Linked DNA regions of Ovis aries: region 2 is linked to region 1. Evidence: chromatin contacts called from public Hi-C data. All regions are on one chromosome and are shown on one strand. Each heading gives the region's core, a stretch centred on a gene start, on an enhancer-like site or on the middle of the called end of the contact. The rest is flanking DNA. Distances are from core to core; before and after follow the strand shown. Region 1 overlaps UBR4 (ubiquitin protein ligase E3 component n-recognin 4). Region 2 holds the start of ALDH4A1 (aldehyde dehydrogenase 4 family member A1).

The links. Hi-C and Micro-C count contacts between places; a contact is called where the count stands out from the background.
Region 2: a Hi-C map of liver shows a contact between it and region 1, with 3 times the contacts expected there. The contact joins the promoter of ALDH4A1 here to the enhancer-like site in region 1. A contact is called at or near these places in 8 of 16 Hi-C or Micro-C datasets (blood, liver, mesenteric adipose tissue and 4 more).

What each region holds. Positions count from the first base shown.
Region 1 is chr2:247,261,719-247,269,557 of ARS-UI_Ramb_v3.0, reverse strand. It overlaps UBR4 (ubiquitin protein ligase E3 component n-recognin 4), which reads right to left. Exons shown (of 107, transcript XM_042244752.2): 101 at 7,376-7,518; 102 at 6,891-7,016; 103 at 5,578-5,772; 104 at 2,982-3,206. Among named protein-coding and RNA genes, the nearest start is that of IFFO2, 120 kb to the left of the region's middle. Within about 2 kb of position 4,592, at least 9 of the 54 cell types and tissues checked have an H3K27ac peak or open chromatin away from gene starts, as enhancers often do.
Region 2 is chr2:247,434,484-247,442,322 of ARS-UI_Ramb_v3.0, reverse strand. It overlaps ALDH4A1 (aldehyde dehydrogenase 4 family member A1), which reads right to left and starts at 3,667. Exons shown (of 15, transcript XM_027965642.3): 1 at 3,592-3,667. The coding sequence starts at 3,653. IFFO2 (intermediate filament family orphan 2) reads right to left here. Exons shown (of 8, transcript XM_060411510.1): 8 at 5,312-7,839.

The DNA.
Region 1 (7,839 bases), core at 3,343-5,842:
CCAGCGCTCTGCGAGCAGGGCAGGACCCTGGGGGTCATGCCCCCTCAGTCCAGCCCCCTCAGCCATCTTCTCGAAGGAAAGTAGCCGGGGCCAGAGCTCCTGAGGCGCTGGGGCCCGTGGCTCATTCACCTCACAAGATGCCCCGTGCACGGCACCTCAGCCGTGACCCTGCCGAGTCGGGGAGAGGGGGACAGGGGGAGAGGGGCTGCAGCACGGCGGCCAACAGGCTACTGCCCCCAAGAGACGAGGCGGAGCCCACGCTTCCCCGGGTTCAGCCCCACACACACTCTCAAACTTGACGGGATCTAGCAAGTGAGGGAAGAAACAAAGGCTCCGCTTCAGTCCTTACGTTCCCACCAGGAGAATTTTACCTCAACTAGCCACACACAGTAACTTATCAGCCACGTGCCGTGTTGAAAAACAGAAGCTGGGGGAAAGCTGGTTTTGAGCAACAGTGAGGCCTGGGAAGGGAGCTGCAGACACCCGACACCTCCTAAATCCCGGCGTGCTCCCGAGCTGCTCGCCACGCCCCTGGGCTCCCGAGCTGCATCACTGTCGCCCAATCCAGTGATTCAGTTCAGGCTCAGAGGCCAGCCAGGAAGGCCCGGGGCTGCTGTAGCAGCACTGTCACCACCTCCTCGGCAGACGCTCTGGGCCTCAGGATGGTTCCAGAAGGCACAGCCACCGTGAAGCCCAGGAAGGCCAGTCCTCTCTGCACAGGGGGTGAGGTGCCGGTGCCAGGGTTCAGTGTCTACGACCCAAGATCTAGGGTAGGTGTTGTCTGGAAAGGCTAGAGAAACCCTCAGAGAAACCCTTGTCATGGGGATTCTACCCCTTGAAACAGAGCCTGCAGCCAAAGGGACCAGACTTAGTACTAGAATGTGTGTGCGTGCAGGTGTTTATACATGCTAGGCTCATACAGCAAGCACAGGCGTTACTCATTTAAGAGGCTGAACGCACACCGTCCATGCGGGCCTCGCGAGCAGGGACTAACCGGCACAGGACGGCCAGCCACACCTACACTCAGGAAATGCTTCACCTGTTAACCAGAGTAAAAGAGCCGTGGCAGACGGCTCTGCTTGCTAAAGCACGCTACCTGTACCCCCGCCACCCTCAGCGTCTCCAGAGCGCCCACCTCCTCCCCTCCCACAGGGCCTGCACACGCCGGGTCTAAAGGGAGGCCTGCTGCGGGGTGGGCCTGGAGGCAGGGCAAGAGCTCTCTCCCCACAGGTCTGCGTGCTGGCAGACGGCAACAGGGGAGGCTCTGACGGACGTCTAGGAGCGTCCCAGGCTTAAACACTCGCAGAAGACTCTCTTTCCTGAATGTGAAACCCTCAGGAGAAAGCAGCTTCATGCAAATTCCCAGATTCTGTGTATCTGCCGCCTCCCTCCACAATGGACTCAGCATGAAGCCACTGGGCAGCACTGCCCCGCCCTCCAGGGGCCCTCGAGCCCTCTTGGGGGAGTCCTGCGGCCCCGCCACCCCGCTCACGCCCCCATGCCCTGCCTGTGCTGCTCTTCTGCTTCGGTGGCAGGAATCCGGGGTGGCCCTGCCTGACTTAATTATTTAAGGCTCATTAGTGAAGGTGACTAAACTGCTACAGAGAAAATGGCAACTCATGAGCCAGCTCACACTGGATTTCCTAATTAAGCTGTGACCAAATCGGCTTTTCCTTAACTGCCTGGGACGTAATGAACTCTAGTCTCCTAAGTGAAAGCTGCACAGCTCCTATGGGCTTGAATTTCACACCTGTCACCGAGGGCCTGTGCCCAGTGAACGGCCACTCTGCGCTATGGACGCAGGCCGAGCCTGCTTATCCACAACTCAGTACCTCCCACATCTAACTTTCTGATTCCTAGGAGCAAACTACGGGCTAGGATTCCTGAGTGACCCTTGAACAACAACAAAGCGAGCTAGCTATTAATGCTTCGGGCTCTTGGGAAACCCTGGGAAGTGCCTGGTCTGGAATGGGTGCAGGGGCTGGGCAGGACTCTGACAGAGGCCGGGGCAGGCTGGATCCACCAGCAGAGCTCCAAGGTGCCCTCTGGGCCCTGAGGTGCCCACAGCTAGCGATGTGATGAATCGGACCTGACGGAGGTGGAGACACCAGGTACGCAAACTCAGGCCCATGGCTGTTTCTACTCGGTGTGTCGCCACTGGGGCCTAAAAGCTCCTCCTCTGTGCCCTGTTGGAAATGTCCCCCTGAAGCCTAGATACTCCCCAAAGCGAAGCAGGTTTCCTTCAAGGGGCAGAAGCAAGCCACCAACCCACACCCTGCTCTGCAGCCTGAGTGTGCAGATGGCTGGGGCCACCCCGGGCCGAGCGCCGTGTCACGGGGCCCCCTTGGTGTGCGGCAATCCATGCAGGCCCAACAATCCCTGTTAGCATTTGCAGCTGTTTCCCTCAAGACACCTCCCTGATGACCCAAATCACAGCACAGGGTCAGGAAAATGAAGACCGCTTCCTTCCTGAAATGCCCCCCTTCTTCGAGAGGTGTCCAGTAGCAGAGACAGAGGACAGGCTCGTGGGCAGGGCGGGGCAGATGGGAGAGGACTGTGAGCAAGGAGAGAGATGGCGCGTTCTCAATGTCAGAAAAGAAGCTCCCCGAACGCGGCCCTGAGGCTTGGCTAGTTCAAGCCAGGAATGGCAAGCTGCAGAAAACCAGGCTGCCTGTCCCAGCCGCCCGCCGGCCCGAACTCTTCTCCTGAGAGGCTTCACGTGGTGCCTGGCTGGCTTCCTCCCTGAGGAATTTCCCAGAGGTGAGCCCAGCTCCACTTCTAGAGGCTGAACACCTGCCCCAGAGGCAGCCAGCACCTGCCTGCCATCAGGCCGAGACTCTCGGTGAGACAGTCTGACAGGGGTCAGGGTCAACCAAAGGCTAACGAGCTGCCTCCTCTCAGCACCTGACATTCCTCCAGAATGGGTTTCAGAGCCCAGGCAACAATCTCCCAAGCAGATGCTTCCCAAAGCGAGTACCGACCTGGTGGCTCCACCTGGAGACACTGCCCGGGCCTGAGAGGTCACCAGCAGCCTCCGCAGGATTTCCACACGGACAGCTCGCCACTTTTCTGGGGGCAGGACGTGCAGGGCCAGGACGGTGAAATAGTGGGGCCCGTCCACTTCGAAGGCACTCTCCACCCACTTCTCCTTGGGCTGCTCCAGAAAGCCCTGGAGGTTCTTCTCCTCTCGGGACGTTGCTCGGGTTCTGGAAGAAAAGGGACACCCTGAGAGCGGGGCAGACGCAGGCCCGAGCCGCAGGAGGGGCGAGGGTGGTGCGCTCGGCGTCCCGCTGGGAAGCTTCCTGAACGGGCGGCCCCTCCCACCCCTCTCCAAGCAGAGCAGCCCGCCCCTCAAGTCCTGCACAGCAGCATCCTCCTTGCCCCCACCTCCAGTCCAGCTCCACACAACTCCAATATGCATGTGACCAGCACCTTCACAAACCCTCTACCATCTCAGTGTTCTGATGACCCTGGAAGGTGACAGCCAGCACCTCTTTACCAGGGTATCTGAAGGCCTGGGGGGTGAGGTGACGTGACTCAAGTCACTGGTTTGGAGTCTCTGACTGAGCTCACAGCCCACAGCCCCCGACCCCACGAGTCTCAGCACAGCTAACTGTGCAATCGGCATTTGCCCCCGGCGTCTCTCCTAGGCTGCTCTGGTTCGCTCTCTTAAGGCTCTCCTGCCCCGTCTCCTTCGTTAGACTAGATTCTTCCAGCGAGCCCTGCCTCTCGCTCCGGTGCCTGTCTGAACTGCAGTAGCAATGGTGATCATCAACCTCACCACCAGGTGCGTGCTGAGATTATCGCGTCTGATCCTCGCGACAACCGGGGGACAGCTACCACCTCGTGTTAAGGGAGGGACCGGTCTCTGACCAGGCCGCCTGGCCCGGCCTCCCCAGCGTGGATCCCCACTCTCTCGGCCAGGAAGCTTCTGCAACCCACTGGTGGGCCCTGGGAGGCCACTCTCCCCTTTCGAGCGGGATGGAGCTCTCACACCCGGAGTGCTTGCCACCCTGGCCTAACTTTGTGGAGGGAAACAGAACCACCACGCTAGTGGGCACGCATGCAAGGCCACCAGGTCTGCAGATGGTACTGGCGGACACTGCACGGGGCGGGGGGCGGGGACAGCACGCCCTCTTCCGCTCCACGGATGGAACGTGGTGGGACAGGTGGGGCCACCAGACTCAGAATCGGGAACCAGAAGCTTCGTGCCACTGCAGGGCCCGCTCAACTCCACCGGCTCATGGTGCGTGCGACACGCTCGCCTTCATATACAAAGGTGGTGAACCCTGTCCAACCAGCCCCCCGACCAAGCTCACACGCCGTGAGCCGGTGAAGGAAGGAAGGAAGACCTCTCCGTGTGGCTGCCAGCTCAGCCCTCAGTAACCGAGACAACGGGACACAGGGCACCCTGTCCCCAGCTAAGGGGCCGGAGCATGAGTTACGTGCATCTGGCGTGGGACATGCAGAGACGCCTGAGGCCACGGGCTCTGTTCCACCAGGCAAAGCACGCGGCCTCCCCAGAGAACGGGGCAGCCCCTGCCACCTCATGGCTGCCAAGAAGAGACAAGGGCCCCTCAGAGGCCCACGGCCGGGGCAGGGAGCACTGCTCGGGCCCGAGGCACCACGAGGGCGGTGGGAACGCTCAGGCTGTCAACAACACAGGCTGGTTCCTCGGTCTAAACAGCTGAGCGGCTGAGGTCATGATGGGTGGAGAGCCGCCAGCGCCTCTCTAACAATGAAGACTGCCGTCTCCAGAGCAGCCTTCTACCTCACGGGGAAACGGGAGGGAAGGAGAAGCTCACTCTGCTGGAGGCCAGGAAGGGCGAGAGCACAATGGCTCTGCTGCCTAAACTGAGTGCAGCTGCCGCGGGTGGGCTGGACTCAGCCTCCCCACCTGTCAGCACCTGCCCCATGGACGGGAGACTCTCACTAGAAGACGGGGCCCAAAGGCGTGAAACCATGTCAATCTAATCGAGGAGCTGAGCACATTCCATCTCTCAGCTGGCTTCTGAAAGCAAGACAGAACGACTGACCACTCTCTGCCCTCCCAGGGATACCTAACCGCTCCCAGTATACACACGGGGGAGGGCACCTGGGTTACTTCCTGGGCTACCTTTCTCCTCAGCCGACCTCCCCAGATAAACAAGCCCTCTCCCCGCACAGTCGCCAGAGCCTCACTCACTGGAAACGGGCAGCAAGTCCAGTCTGCACTTACGGATACCAGCCCATGGTCCTGCCCTCCAGCCGCGACACCTCACCGGGAACAGCCTGTCTGCTCTGGCCCTGACCCAGGGCCCCCCACCCAAGGGAACAGTCTTGCAAGCTGGGGCTATGCTGAAGCAGAAGCTTTGACAGTCTGGCCTCTCCCGCTCCCTGCTCCCGCTCTGGCCCAAGGCCAATCCTAGGATGCGGCCCTCGGCGGGATTTGAGACTGCTCTGGAGAAAGCTGTGTCTACCACTTCCTCCTGAGTGACTCCAAAGAGGCAAACGTTCCTACTTCAATAAAGCTGCCTGGGGTCCAGCGCTAGTTCTGGAACAGACTCCGGCGCACCAGGGCCCGGGCCGGGTACGCACGTGTTCAGCACGTAGAGCACGGTGTGCACGATGTACGGGATCAGGTGGATGTTGCTCTCCCGGCCGCCCCCGCCCGTGTCCGCGCTGAAGGACTGCTCCATGGCAAAGCGCAAGAAGAGCAGCTTGATGTCATGGATGTTGAGCTGGTACGTGGGCTCCCGCTGGCCCGTGCACTCCTGGAGGTAAGTGTTGTGCCTGGGAGAAGGGGACAGAGGGCGAAGTGGAAGCCAGCTTCACGGCGAAGACCCGCTGGGAAGGCAGAGCCCCCGCTGGCCGGATGGGTGCAAAGGTTACGCGACGGACAGGGAACGACAGGGAGAGTAGAGAACGGGGCAGGGCTGGGGCACGAGCACGGCGCCCTTTCATTTCTGCTCTCACTAAATGAGACGTTCTCCAAGCTGTGATGAGAACGCACTGGTCTGGGGACCCACTCCTTGATAGACTAACGTCACAGAACGTACTGTGCCCACAACTGGAAGTACATTTCGGAAGAAGAAAAGTACGGCTTATCCACTCTGCCAAGGTGACCTATCCATAAGGATCATCCATGAAGAACCTCCGTGAAGAAGAAAAAAGGCTTCTCTGCATTAATGCACCTCACCACCTCCCTGGGCTCTGCCCGACCAGCTCTGGGCCTGGGTTTCTGACACACGGACAGCAGCTCAATGTGGCCCAGTGGGACCTGCATCATCATCACTGCCGAGTGCCTGGTCCCTGAGCTCAACAACAGGACTCAGGACGCGCACCACTGTCCTAGGCACCTGTTTAAGGGACGAGGACCTCAAAGAGGGCTCTGCTGCTCCACTCTGGATTTTAGGACAAGAGCAGCTTTGAAAGGAGACCAATGTTGCCCGAGCTGTTAAGCTATTTTCATTATTTAAACCTCAGAGGAACGGAAGTCAACTCTGGGAAATTCTGGCCTCGAGGATCAAGTCAGGGATCCTGTGTCTTGAGTCCTAAGATCAGGAAAGAAGGGCAGGCAGCAGAAAACCAGAGATTCCTCCCGGGGCCCAAGCGCTGAGGATGCAGGGTCCTCCCAGCAGAGTCACCCCTGCTCCAGGCAGCTCCCGTGAGCAAGTGAGGATGGACGTGGGTCTCCGATGACAGGGCTGAGCTGATGGCTGATCTTTCTCCATCTCCTGGGAAACCCCCTCCACCTTTTTTTGGCCACACCACACAGCGTGTGGGATCTCTGTACCCCAACCAGGGACTGAACCTGTGCCCTTGGCAGTGAAAGCACAGACCCTAACCACTGGACCACCAGGGAGGTCCCGACCTCCTCTTTCCGACCACGCCCCATGCTCCACACTCACCTCGCCAGGCAGGTGGCAAAAGCTGACTCGGGGACGTGGGGCCCCCAGACTGGAAGGAGCCCGTTGCACTTGGTGTTGGCGTTCTGCAGGGCGGCGCTTTCCCACTCTTCCCGGCCTCGAGCCAGCCTGGATTGGGAGGAGAACAGGGACAAGTGACTACCGACTCTACAAAGGAGCAGCCACTTGTGACCACAAGATGGTGAATGCCGGCCCCACAGCCTCCGGTAGGCAAGCCTGCTCTCACCAGCCCTGGGCCAAAAGTCAAGTGCATTTTCCCAGGAATGGTTCTGGGGCCTATAAGGCTAAAGGCGGGACACCCTACTTCCCAAAGCCTAAGGAACAGAATTAAAACTTCAGGGCTGGCAGCCCCAGCCCCTCCCAGGCCGGGGCCTCCCGCAAGCTGCCTGCTGCGTGAAGGCCCCAGGTCTGGGAAGAAGTACACGTGGGGGGGCCTGTGGGGGCTGCCCCCCAGGGAGCAGGCCCACCTGACGGCCGCCAGGTGGCAATCGTAATGCACGATGTTGAAGTGGGACACGGTGCTGTAGCCCTGCTGCTTCCGGGGCTTGTTCTCCATCTCTTCCAAGGCCACCCGCTTGGTGAAGGTGTAAATGCCCAGGACCTTAGTGGGCTGCAAGGACAAGGAAAGAGGAAGAGAGGTGAGAAGCTCCACGGCAGGCTCTGGAAGGAGGGGAAGCAGAGCAGAGGGAACCCCGGGGCTATATGCCTACGAGGGGCTGCGCTCACTAGCATGGGACAGTCAGCCCTGCAGTCACTTGGTCAGCACTCGGCGGGGCACTGCCCCGGTGAGATGAGGGCTGTGGGGAGTGACCAAAATAAGGTGGGTGCTGTGCGGACAGAGGGGCAGAAAGGCAACACGGAGCGTCCTTTCCTTTTTGCTGCATTCACCTCCCTTCCTGGTAAGTCGCTTGTTTTTCAAAACTGACCAGAA
Region 2 (7,839 bases), core at 2,418-4,917, 170 kb before region 1:
AGAGAGTCCCTGTGCGGCAGTGAAAGATCCTGCGTGACGGAGCTGAGACCCAACACAGCCCAATAAATAAACAAATACTGTAAAATATCAAGAATAACTGACCACCACTTCAAAAGCCCCTTGGACAGCAAGGAGGTCAAACCAGTCAGTCGTAAAGGAAATCAGTCCTGAATATTCACTGGAAGGACTGATGCTGAAGCTGAGGCTCCAATACTTTGGCTGCCTGATGCGAGGAGCTGACACATTGGAAAAGACCCTGATGCTGGGAGAGACTGAAGGCAGGAGGAGAAGGGGGCGACAGAGGATGAGACGGTTGGATGGCATCACCGACTCAATGGACGTGAGAGTTTGACGTCCAGGAGATAGCAAAGGACAGGGAAGCCTGGCATGCTGCAGTCCATGGGGTTGCAAAGAGTCGGACATAACTAGGCGACTGAACAAATCACTTCCAAAAAAAAGAAGTATGTTTAAAAGTTGGTTGAGATTCCTGGCGCTCCAGGCAGAAAGGGAAGCACTGCAGAACCTCACCCATCCCAGGCTCCCAAGAGATGGTCTCTGTCAGCACTAGAATTTCATGTGTAGGCACCGAGAGTTACCACTATAAATGTGCTAAAACTGCTTCCCCATAAACGCAGACATGGCACGCCACAGGTATAAGCTAAGAAAGAAACTGAAGTCGCTCAGTCGTGTCCGACTCTTTGCAACCCCATGGAATGCAGCCTACCAGGCTCCTCTGTCCATGGGATTTTCCAGGCAATAGTCCTGGAGTGGACTGCCATTTCCTTTCTGTCAAATAATTAAACAAGTGGCCAAACACCGAAACTATTCTAGAACCACGGTTCTCAACCAGGAGCGCCTGTGCCCCTGAGGTGACATTTGGCAATGCCTGGAGACCTCTTGTTGTCATGACTGAGGGATGTTATGCCATCTAGGGAGTAGACGCCAGGGATTCTGCTAAACATTCTACAATACACAGGCAGCCCCCACAACAAAGGATTATCAGACTCAAACGTTAATACTGCTGAGGTTGGGAAACCCTGTCTTGGGGCATCAAGCCAGCTGCTATATCCAAAAGAGGTAACCTGAGCCAGCAGATCTGGTTACAAAATGCTTTTTCTCCACTCAGGAGGCATGAGCCTGGAGTCAGACAGAGGGTAATTCTATTGCTGTTGTTTAGTCGCTGTCATGTCCAACTCTGCGACGCCCATGGACTGTAAGCCCACCAGGCCCTTCTGTCCCTGGGATTTCCCAGGCAAGAATACTACAGTGGGTGGCCATTTCCTCCTCCAGGGGATCTTCCCCACCTGGGGATCAAACCCGAATCTCCTGTTTTGGCAGGCAGATTCTTTAACTGCTGAGCCACTAGGGTAGCCCTTAGTCTCAACATTTTTAACAGGCAGATAAGTTTCCCATTGGTAAAACGGTAATAATACAGGGCTTATCTGCACAGGGCCAGGCCTGGTACTTGATTGCTTGATAACTACTGCTGTTATGAGCTTTCCGTCCAACCCGCCCACCCCGCCCCAGCCCCCACCTCCCCCAGAATAGAGGTGTTTTTATACCAGACATTAGAGGGCTTTTTGGTTTGTTTTTTATGTCTAAGGCTTTCTTCCATTAAACTGAAAACTCTTGCAGGTTGCAATACCCCTCCCTACAGCATTTAGCACACCACGTACACAGGGCAGATACTCAGTAAACACGTGGACCTATGTGGCTTCCATCAGGGTCTGAGAGGCGTGGTCTCAGAATGCAGGGAAAGGCCTGCAAATGAGAACACACTGAGGATGCAGTGAGCAGGGCCCCCAACCTCAGTTTGGAGAAAAGAGTCCTCCTCCTTGTCCTCTTCCGTATCCCACCACCTGCCCCCACAGAGCACACACAGCTGCACTGAAACGCATCCGCACCCAGGGCACCCTGTACCATTCCTTGGGACACTGATTAACTCGAGAGAGGCACAGCTTAGCAGGGGAGATGCAACTGATCAGTCCTAGGGGTTAGGCAAACAAAACTCAAACTGGGGCCAGAGCTGCCCAGCTCTGAAAGGGAGGTGGACAGACACATGGGTCCACAGGAGTGCAGCCTCACCCAACTGTGAGCCCCTCTGGGGCAGGATCTGTGTCCTACCTGCCTCTTCCACCAAGCCCACGGGGTGCAGAAGAGGGGTCTGAGGACATCTGTCACTGACAGGGCAAAGGTCCAGGAATCCCACTCCACACTGGAGGGGTCTGCAAATCTGGGTTTGCAGGGCAGCTCCACTTGGACCGCTACACCTCAGCTTCTTCATCTGAAAGCAGCTACCCACCAGTGAAGTTTAAAAACGGGCGATAATGACAATCATGATTAATAGCATCAGGCACTGCCTCCGCACCAGGCACTCTTCAAAGCACTTCATGTGTCGTAACTTACGAATGGTCACAATAAGGCACGTAGGCCAAGTGTGCAACACAGGTTTGGCATGTTATATGTACTTCACAAATATTATTCCACCTATCAGAAGAAAGGAGTCAATTTTTCTGACCAACTCCTGCTGCTGCTGCTGCTAAGTCTCTTCGGTCGTGTCGGACTCTGTGAGACCCCATAGCCAGCAGCCCACCAGGCTCCCCTGTCCCTGGGATTCTCCAGGCAAGAACACTGGAGTGGGTTGCCATTTCCTTCTCCAGGGCATGAAAGTGAAAAGTGAAAGTGAAGTCGTTCAGTCATGTCCCGGCTCCTAGCGACCCCATGGACTGCAGCCTACAAGGCTCCTCCGTCCACGGGATTTTCCAGGCAAGAGTACGGGAGTGGGGTGCCATTGCCTTCTCCGACCAACACTTAACTTGAAAAAAGGGGAAGGAGAAAAGAGAGAAGCAGAAATGCCAGTCCAGAGGAGAGAGGGAACCCCAGGGAGGGTCCTGAACGTGAAACCAAGGGTGGGGAGAGAAACGAAACGTGCTTTAAAAAAAAAAATAATAGAGGTGCCCTCAGAGGAGAAGGCTGTACTTAGGCGGCAGGCAAATGTCTTTATCCATCCGGAGAAAGACGAGGTGATCAAGCGGCTCCTTTCTCACCGTGGGGATCCAAGAGGGCACCGAACCAACCCACCTCACCCGCCGGTGGGCAGGACCCCTTAGCTAAAAGACCTTTGGGAGATGGACGCATCGCAGGAGGTGGATGTCGGGCGGCATCAGAGGAAGCGACCCCTGGTGGAGAGAAGCCTCTGGGAAACCCGGAGGGGGTCTGGCCCGGAGAGAGCCCGGTTCGGGGGCGAGGGTGGAGCCCGGTTCGGGGGTCTGGCCCGGAAGGAGCCCGGTTCGGGGGCGGGGATGGAGCCCGGTTCGGGGGTCCGGCGCGGAGGGAGCCCAGTTCGGGGACGGGAGTCGAGCCCGGTGCGGGGGCGGGAGTGGAGCCCGGTTCGGGGGTCCGGCGCGGAGGGAGCCCGGTTCGGGGACGGGAGTCGAGCCCGGTGCGGGGGCGGGAGTGGAGCCCGGTTCGGGGGTCCGGCGCGGAGGGAGCCCAGTTAGGGGACAGGGGCGCGGCGTGGGGGGGGCGCCCAGCGACTCCTGGGGCCCCGGGGCCAGCAGGCGCCCCTTGGCCTGCCCGGCGCTCACTCACCCGGCCGCCCTGCCCCGGCGGGCCAGCAGGCCGCGGCAGAGCGCGGCCGAACGCAGCAGCATCCCGGGATCCCCGCGCGGCCGCTCGCTGGACCGGCCCCGCTTGGAGCCACTGGACGGCACCGCCCCGCCTGGAGCGCACCACCTCGGTGGGCTGGGGGGGGTGACTGCCGCCTCGGCCGCCCTCCAAGTCAGGCCCAGCCTAAACGCCTCTGTGTTTGCCTCCTGCTAATAGAAGAATTCTCCCCCGAGGGCCTGACGAAGAACGCTATCACATGACGCAGGGCAAAGCAGCCCAAGAGCGAAGCCCCGAAGGGTACGCGTTTCCCGCTTTCTTCCTGTATGGTATGACCCGGTCGCCCTCCGACGGGGGCCGGGGGCAGAAGGGCGTGAGCTCCATCCACCAATCAGAGTGAGCCATGAGAGCTCCCCGGACCAATCAGAGGGGCGGTCAAGTTGCAACCTGCTTAGGCCGGGATTAGAGGGGCAGAAGCAGCCAATGAGAGAGCGGGGATGGGGCACGTGTGAGGCGGGGCGGAAGGATTGGGGTCTGCTGGTCAGGTGTCGCTGGAGGCCCTACCCGGAGGCTCTCGCTGCCCTTGGCCGGGGGCTGCCAGACTCTTACACCCTGCAGAGGGCCTCGTGGCCGGCCCCCTTCCTCACCTCGGGGGCTGCAGCCTGGCTCTAGCCTCCTGGTAGGGACGCAGCCACCCTCCACTCCCGACCTGGAGCGGAGCCACCTAGTTGCCTAAGGCATAGCGCTGGGACGAATCTGTCTACTTCCTTGCAGATTACGGTCAATGTAAGATAAAACCCGAACCAATCTGCGCTCGGACTTCCCTTCAAAAGCTCTGGACGCGGAATCCGTTTTATTCCTCTGCTTTATTTTGGCGCCCCGGACCAAAATTTGAATGTTCTCTCCGGGACGTTGTTTGCACGAACACGTGAACCTTATTGACAACTGATTCTGAAGTTCTGAGGATGGAATCTTAGGGGCCCGTTCTATTCCTTAAGTACTGTTAACAACTTTCCCAACGCTCTCTTCTAATGTATCTGTTAGTATTTTCTCCAGCGGTGTGTACCGAGAACCTGCTTAGGAGTTCAGAGTTCCGATGCTGATCGTGGTTTCTCCCTGTGACGTTGACAAGATATGTAACTTTCCTGGGCCTCAGTTCTGTGTCTGTAAAGTGGGGGTAATAATACCCGCCTTAGAACTTCCTCCTTATTTCATTATCACTCCTCTTTATCTGGGAGGCCACACTCTTTAAGGCACCTCGGAGAATTTAAACAAAAGAGTGGGGAGTGGGGAAGGAAACTTCAGTCCTCCTCTGGTGGGAGACGGGTTCCCAGAGCCCCTGCAGATACCAAAATCCACGGATACTAGTCACTTAATTAAGATGGCACAAGACAGTTAGCTTGCTCCACCAAAGAATGGAAAATTTGCAGATTCAGAGGGCAATATGATTAATAGGCTCCCAGTTCCAAACCAGGCTATGCTAGCTCTTCAGGCTGTGATCTCTCTGGCTCTCTTCCCCTTCTATGAAATATGTATAATTCCTGCTTTAACTGCTTCGAAAGATTTTATTGTGAGATGTGAGGTGATGTAAAATTTCCCTATTTGATCACTAATCGGCCAATGACTTTTAGTGTTTATGTGGCCTGTGTCCTCTTGCCCCTCTCCCATCACTTTATCCTTAATTTAAAAAGAAAAAAAGCATCAATTCTAAGACATTTCACTTTATTTAAAAGAAGCCAATATACAGGATATAAAGGGCATGATATTTACAACAATACAGTAAACAGGTTGGTTTCCGGTAGGGTCAGTAGTCTTTCAATGAGTATAAACCCCCCCTTCCCCTTGACGCTAAACCCAGCTGGCAGACAAACAGCAACAGTGGGGTGGGATGGGACTTCAGGATATAAAGTCTCCCCGGATGGGGCTAAAAATAAGGTAGATGTGAAAATGTCCACGAAGGAGTCTATGGGCGGAGGGTGCCTTTACTTCACTGCTTTGATGGCTTGGCAGGGGGAATGGTGAGGGGTTTGCCCGAGCCTAACACACAGCCCACCCCGAGCCTGGAAGTCTTCCACTCATTTCTCAGCTGTCTCCCAAATACAGCTGACTTGGCAATGGATCTTGGCCGACCAGAGTCGGAGCAACTAATCAGAGCCCACCCTCTGAAGCAGAGCTTGGCCCCCCGCCCAGACCCCCTTTCCCTCCCACCACCCTACTCCATTCTGAATTCCCCACTGCCCAGCCACTACCACAAATGCCCGCCCCCCAGCCTTCCAGTGGCCAGGGAGCTGGGGGATCAAGGGACAGAGAAATGGGGTGAGGGGTGACCTTTGCGCTGCTGCAGCCGCCCATGGGTATGGATGAGCAGGTGGTGAGGATGAGGAGAAAAGGTGAGGGGTACTGATTATATTAAATCCAGCAGCAACATGCATCTTGTCCACAGAAAAATGCTGGGCTACCATAACTGCCTACCCTAGATTTTAAAAAAACCTTTCCTTTCATAAAAATAGATGAGAGTCTCTTGCTTTATAAATAGATTACATTTAGCTTAAGTTATACCTTATATGACCCCCTGCCCCACACCCTCTCCCCCCATCCCAAGCCAAAGATTCTCCAGGTCATCTGAGCTCCATCCACGGAGCTAAGTCCATGATGGACAGGCCAGTCAGAGACCTCTAGACATATTGCCACAAGAAAACAAAATGTGTTTACTTGTCAATCATTTTTTTCCCTGTTCAGAATCTCAGAAGTGTGTGTGCGTGTGTGTTCCACAATCAGGGAGCCCAAAAGAAGCTACTCTCCCTGCCCCTCCCCAATCCTCTCTTTTTATAAACCCCCCCAAAATAGGAGAGCAAAAGAGGGCAGCACAGGAGAACCATCTGAGAACAATTCTGAAACACCAATGTCAATATGACACTGGGCTGAGGAATAGAAAACCACAATTAAGTATTTACATCTTTACAAAGGACGGACCAGTTGGTCCCAACTGGACCTGGTGCTGCCCCAGCGAGCGTTGGGGTCTTTCTTGGCAAGCTGTGAGCCCATGGCAAAGGGGGCAAGCGGGGCCCACTGGCAACTAACTCAAAAAAAGAACTTAGTGGGGAGGGAGGCAGCCAGGCTAAAGCCCAGGACCACACCCGGGAGGCAGGTCACTAACACTCTTGCTGTCCCCCCATCCACCAGCCCCAAATCCTTGCTCCCCAGGGAGAGCAGCTATTGAAAACCAGCAGGACGGATCTTTCTGGCCAGCATCTGACCCTGGCTCCTGCCACTTCCATACTTCCTAGATAAATTCAGAGTACCCTAGTCCCCAAAGACAAATATCCTATGTATACAAGGGGGGAAGGAAAAATAATACTACTGGACAGCAATCACCTCAGGAACCTTAGTTACCCCCTAAATACTTCTATTGTTGCTTACTGTCTTAATTCTGCCACCCTCCCACCACCCTGAGGCAGGCTTCCATGCTGCCCACCTGCCCACAGCACTCAATGCCTCCCTCACCCTGGGCAGAGGAGGCCCGGGGGGGCGGCAGTTTCCCACCCTCCCGGAAACGGAAAATCTTTTCAGCAGCTGAGGTCCAAGCCCAACTGGCTCTGATAACCTTTGGTTAAAATAAAAATAAAACAACAATAACAATAACAACAATAATAATCTGTTTGAACCCTGTAACCTTTAGAACAAGGGTCAGTGAGAAGGAGAAGTGGGTGATCTCTCCTCCGAAACCTCGTCCCTTCACGTACCTAACGAGGGACTATCTGGCTAAGAGATGCTGGGAATGGAAGACGTTCAGCCAGACTTTTACGGGGAAACAGCAGGAGGTTCTCCCATGAAAACAAAACAAAGCAAAAAAAAAAAAAAAAAGGAAAAAATTCACAATAAAGGCCACCAAGTTCTCATAAATAAAAATTACACACCATCACTAACACTCTCCTCTCTCTCCATATATATATATATATTTATATAATATGAATATTATATACAATGGTTTTAAGACTGCAAAACAGGTGGGGAAACAGAAGAGAGAGGAGGCCCTTACAAATCACTGGTCCTCTGGGGAGGAAAGACAGGAGGCCTGATCTACTCAGAGCCCCTCCTCTGCCTGCAGACACAGGCAGTCGGGAAGTAAGGAGCTCTGGTCCTTGGGCACATTTTGCTCCTCTGACCTCCAGGGGGAGCTCCTGAGCCAACAAAACCAAAAATCCCCAATCACACCAGGGGATTGGTAGTAGT